2 separate regions of the Mus musculus genome follow, and region 1 is linked to region 2. The links are chromatin contacts, called in public HiChIP or PLAC-seq maps. All regions are on one chromosome and are shown on one strand. The core of a region is the stretch at or near the end of the contact, and the rest is flanking DNA. Distances in the headings are between cores, read along the strand shown. Region 1 overlaps Copz1 (coatomer protein complex, subunit zeta 1). Region 2 holds the start of Hoxc12 (homeobox C12).

Evidence for each region. HiChIP or PLAC-seq counts read pairs in DNA pulled down with a chosen protein or histone mark.
Region 1: an H3K27ac HiChIP or PLAC-seq map of differentiating embryonic stem cells shows a contact between it and region 2, with 3 times the contacts expected there. The contact joins the enhancer-like site here to the promoter of Hoxc12 in region 2. A contact is called at or near these places in 5 of 39 promoter capture datasets (cranial neural crest, embryonic stem cells, frontonasal cranial neural crest and 2 more), 1 of 484 Hi-C or Micro-C datasets (embryonic stem cells), 7 of 115 datasets of contacts at active chromatin or transcription factors (craniofacial prominence, differentiating embryonic stem cells, embryonic limb bud and 4 more) and 1 of 9 other capture datasets (embryonic stem cells).

The regions. Positions count from the first base shown.
Region 1 is chr15:103,299,070-103,301,801 of GRCm38.p6, reverse strand. Copz1 (coatomer protein complex, subunit zeta 1) reads right to left here. Exons shown (of 9, transcript NM_019817.2): 9 at 1,937-2,732. Among named protein-coding and RNA genes, the nearest start is that of Gm41406, 10 kb to the right of the region's middle. Within about 2 kb of position 1,396, at least 115 of the 459 cell types and tissues checked have an H3K27ac peak or open chromatin away from gene starts, as enhancers often do. A contact at or near this core is called in craniofacial prominence, differentiating embryonic stem cells, embryonic limb bud and 2 more, where this site is marked.
Region 2 is chr15:102,935,563-102,938,262 of GRCm38.p6, reverse strand. It overlaps Hoxc12 (homeobox C12), which reads right to left and starts at 1,437. Exons shown (of 2, transcript NM_010463.2): 1 at 807-1,437. The coding sequence starts at 1,410.

The DNA of each region.
Region 1 (2,732 bases), core at 147-2,646, 360 kb before region 2:
TCCCTGGAATGTTGGTTTTGTGTTCTGGTCATGTTAGCCTCTCTCTTCCAGTTCTCCCCATAGAGGATGGCATCAGCTCTGTCTGCTGCAGGCCTCAGTCCTGCAGCTCATTTCTCTCCTGGGGTGTAGCAGGGGCATCACCCTTCACCCACCCATTCCTTCTTTGGTCAAAGAGGGAGCTAGAGCTCACCCAGCAAAGGGTCCTGCAGTCGGAATGGGGTGAAGCTGCCTGGTCATGGTGGGAAAAGAGGGAGCACGCATGGGCACCAGGGGAGGGAGGGAGGGAGGGAGGGAGGGAGGGAGGGAGAGAGGGAGAGAGAGAGAGAGAGAGAGAGAGAGAGAGAGAGAGAAGCCTGAAGGGGCACTTGAGGAAGAGACTGCAGCAGTAAATCACTCTGTGGGGGGGCTCCCTCTGCCTGAGCTCAGTGGGGTGGGGAAAAGAGAGACAGTGGGGTAGGGGCAGCATGGGGAATCGCCACATCTGGCAGGCAGGTGTCTGGCACTGTTCAGGCTGTAGTCTCTTTCCCAGCCAAGGGGAAGAAGGGAGGAGGGCCTCCTAAGAATCCCCAGGGGAAGAGGGAAAGGTTCACAAACAGGAGGGGGAGGCAAACCAGACAGTCCAAGTCACTGCTGTTTTTGTTTTAGTTAGTGCTAAGGATGGGTTTGCAGAGTCCCAAATGAAAGTTGCTCACCAGAGGACGGGGTAGGCCAGGGCACCAAAACTTCAGTCTTGGTGGGAAACAGAAGGCTGGAGAAACAAGCATAGAGAACTCAAACGGAAAGAACTACGCTCCTGTTGATATATCTGCTCACGGAAGAGGCCTCAACTCCGTTCTAACTCTGCTGTCCCAAGCCAAAGGATATACAGGCCATGAGGAGCAGGTTGGGCTATATAAAGCTGGGCACTGCCTCTCACAGACCATACAAGCAAAGATAGAGGGCATCATAACTCTTCTCCCACCAGGCCTCCAGCTTCCAGTACAGGGCCCCAGGCAGGAGTGGTCCAGCATTCAGCTGTCTATCTGCTTAGAGGGATCCTGGGCCCAGGTGCTTCACAGCTGCTGTGCCTAAGGTTTCCATAAAAGGAGGACCATACATAGGCTTCATCCCGTGTTGCAGAGGCTCTTCCCATTCTGCTTCCCTCCTTCCCCTTTTCCTTGTCCGTCCTAGGTTTGCAGACCCATGCTAGAACAGTAGATAGAGGTGATAGAAGAGACCCTACAAATCTCAGGGGAGAGGAGGAGTCCCCGCATTGCCCCCTCCTTAAAATCCTGCAGAGGAAGGGGGAAAGAAAACCAAAGCATTCTCCTGTCGCCGCAGCAACCATAAAACCCCCAGCTAAATCCATCTTGTGAGCTCACCGCCCCATTAAGATGCAGGGCCAGGCTCTGCGCCAGCCCAGCCACATTCATTTGTGCGAATAAAGGTAGAGAAGGGGGAGGGGAGCAGGCTCTGGAGGGATGGGGAAATGGCGAGAAGAGGTTATTTACACCACCGTCCTGACCTTCTGGAGCAGCGCAGGCTCCGATAAATAACCCGCTCAGCGCCGTTTCGGAGGAGTGGGAGGTGCGGGAAGGGAGCAGGGGCTGGAGGAGAGCCTCCACGCAGGTGCGCGTCTCCGGGTTACTAATGGCTGAGGCGGGAGCAGGCAGCTGGCTTTGGGGGTGTGTGGGGGAGAACTCAGTTCCCTGAGTCTCCCACTGAGAAAATACCATCCCCACCCCACCCCTGGCGCCAATTTCCAGGCGAGGGGACTAGAGATGCCAAGGAGGCAAACAGCCCTGTAAATTAGGGGTAGGGGGGACTGCTGGGGAGTCTCTGAGGTAGAAAGGAAGAAATATTATAAGAGGTGGGGTGCGGGGGCGTGGGGGTGGTGGCTGGAGGAACAGGAATAGCTGCCAAAAAAGGGAGGAACAGAGCCATCACACAAAGGCAGTTTGGAAGAGATTCACTTTATTCCTAAGCCGCACAGCAGCGTACAAGGTGGACTTCGCCTGACTCCATTTCTTGCAGAGGCCGCCTCCAGTCTGCCCACTTCAGCCAGTGCATGGGCCAGAATGCTTGCTCAGAAACGTTTTTTCCTAAGTCATTTTCACAGGGATATGGGATCAGGGAGCAACATTACACCCAAGAACGGGAATCCAAGCCTCAGAGGAAAGGTACTGCACCAGGTCCTCCATTTCCAGGGAAGACTGATGCAGAGAGGGGGAACTCAACAACAGATTGTAGAACCAAAGCAGAGAAATATGTGAGTGTGGCGCTGAGGAGAAGGAACACGGCAAGGCCAACGTCATTACGGCTCTTTCCATCCTCAGTTCTGAGCAGAAACTTTTCTAGGGACTAAAGTAGTTTGGGTTCCAAGGTCTGGCTTTGCTCCAGGGTGACAGAGGCCACAGGCAATGATCTCACAGGTTCTACAGGCAGAGAGGTGTGGTACAGGCCTAGAGAGATGTTCTCAGGACCATGTGCAGGTACAGCAGCTTTGAGGCTAAAGGCCAGATCAAAGTTGAGGCTGAGGGGACTAGCTCCAAGGGCCTTTAAATCACTGTTCCTCTGCAGCTTGTCCCTTCCCTACAAGCTGTTCCCATTTCTTCTAAGGCAGAGGATAGGGCAGCAGGAAGGAGAGAAGCTGAGGCAAAGAAAGTATGGCCTCTGCCACTCCAAACCCACTTGTGCTGAAGTTAGGAGTCCTCCATTTGCTGGCTATATGGGCTGCTGGGATGAGGGCCCTT
Region 2 (2,700 bases), core at 188-2,687:
CGCAGGGTTGGCTAGAGGATCAGGGGGTGACTAGCTCAGTGCCCTGGGCCCTTTCCCAGACCCTTTCACCCTAGCCCCACACCCAGACCAGGTCATTCCTTTCGCTTCTCATCCTGAAAATGTTTACCCAGACCATCCTCACCAAACCATCACCAAAACATCCTGTTTTCACTCTATGCCTCAACACTACCTTCCATAGTAGTATACACATCTTTTTATGTTCCTACCTCAATTCTTCCAAACTATCTTTTATTATTATTATTATTATTATTACTACTACTACTACTCCCACCCCCACCCCCACCAGTACCACCATCATTATCATTATTATTATTAAATTTTCCTGACCCTTACAACTTCTGGAACTACAGATCCCATCAGTTAGGAAAGTTGTGGGCGGGTGGTGAAGAGTAAATCATGTTGATTGCGTTTCTTAAAATAAGAACTGTGAGAAACGGGGGCCTATGGCTAAGCAGAAGGAAAGGCAACCTGAAAAATAGGAATGGAATCTCCTTCTCCACCTCTTTACTCTTAGGCTTGGGGAAGTCCCCGTCAGAATCCCTGTACTCTGGAGCTCCCTGACCCCTACAGCCACTAGGAGCGGAAAAAGGAAATCTCTCCAGGTCTTTTATGGGGATATTTACATGTTTATAGGGTCCCCCCCCCACACACACACTTCTTTTTAAAAGAAGCCCTAGCTCACAACACATTCTGTCACCCTAGGCAGTTCCAGCTCAGGCCTCCCCTGCCTAAACTAGCAAGACGTCCTGTCAGAGTAAGCATCACAAGTGGGCTGGGGTCCTTACCGCTGGCTGAGAGCCCGCCGCCTGGGTTCAACGGCGAAACCAGAGAGCCAGGGTCACCAGCGCTGGCGCTCTTATTGCCCTCGTTGAGTAGGGACGAACTGGAGTCGGATTCCAGTGACTGGCACGAGGGTGGATCGTGGGGGGGTCCCGTGCTGCCGTCGCCACCGCCGCCGCTCGCCGTGTAGTCGTACTTGAAGCCGAGCGCAGGTGGCCCCGACGGCTCCAGCTGCAGTAGCGCTGCCCCGGGTCCCGCTCCGGGTTCGCGCCCGCGCTCCTCCCGCTTTAGGCCCCCGCCGCCGCCCTCAGCGCAGGGTTCTCGGTAGTAACCCTTGCTATCCTCCACGCGAGCCAACTCGCACGTGCGGCCGAAAGGCGGGTTGAGAGACACGGGACTGCCGAGATAGGGCTGTGGGTAGCCATTGCACGGCTCGGCCGACGGCCAAGGCAGCGAGCACACGTTGTCGCGGCGTGGGTAGGACAGCGAAGGCAGCCCCGGGAGTTGTGCCCCTGACGCGCGGAAGTTGGGGAAGTAGAAGGTGTCTCCTGTGTGGATATTCACCAGCGGCCCCACAAACCCAGGATTCAGGAGATTATGCTCGCCCATTTCCGCGGGGCCCGACCGGCTGCTTCTACTTTATTGCTATCTGACATTAAACATAGTTAAACCTGCACCAGCCACCCATTGGCCGCTCTACTCACGTGGGCGCTACCGCCAGGGGGAGGGGTGGGGACAACCGAACCCCCCACCCACATTCCCCGCACCAACTCTACTTCCCCCTTCCCCAATCCTGGGTGGAGATGGGGGAGCGAAAGGCAGGAACAGATTTATTCGTAGGATTCTGGTTTTTAAAAAGTCATATAAAACCTTAACGCAGACGGGGAAGCGATCGCTCGACGCGGGGCAAAACCAAAAAAAAAAAAAAAAAAAAAAAAAAAAAAAATAGCGCCACCAAAAATATCCGCACATACACACCTCTGCACCCTGCACCCCTCCCCAGATGTATTATCTTATCACCAACAGCTGGCCGAGCACAGCCCGTCCCTCTTTAATTAGCTCCTTTATTAACTAAAACCGTTGGAATTTACAATATCTCCCCAATAAATTACTATTAGATATTGTGTCATATAAAGTTTACTGGCTGTTTAAGGAGACGGATGAGCCCTTTGGCTCAGGGTTTATTTACAGTAGAGGCGAAGTGGGGGTGAGAACAGGTTTTCCTGCAGCTATCTCTCAGCCCTGCCAGCGCTGCGCTGCTGCGTTGTCTCCATTGCATTTTCTTCTAGGGGTATGAAAAGATACTTGAGGTTCTTTCACTCGAGAAAGGTGTAGAGGGGGATTGATCATTCTATCTCTTCTGTACCCCTAACTAACCTTAGCCTCCACTAAGGTTCCATCAGTAGAGGAAGAACCGAAGGCAGAGAGAAGAGCAAATGAAGGTGCTGAGTTTGGTGCGGACCTATTTTCCTGCTCTTGAAAATCTAGGGGTGGCTTGAACTGCTTTTCGGCTGTGACTTCTAGGTACTGGGAGCTTCTAAGAATCTCCTCATCTTTATGACAGGAGGCTGTCAGCCCCAGCAGAAACTGGCTGGCCCAAATGATTACATATTCTACAGCAAAGGAGATTACCCTACAACCTGCAGGCTGACTGTGGGGCCAGTATGGAGCAGCGGCCAGGGGTGAGTTGCCTTCTGAGGTGGGACAAGAGTGAGGGGAAAATCCGGAGAAGTATCCTGTTGAGAACTCAAATTTTTATTTATGATGCTTCTTCTAGAGAAGGATGGGAACCTAGCACTGGCTGTTGATTATAATGAACATCTGCAAGTCAACATTGGGATTCCCAACTGGGGCACCGGTAGACCAGCTCACCAAGAGAAGAACCAGCTCAAATACATT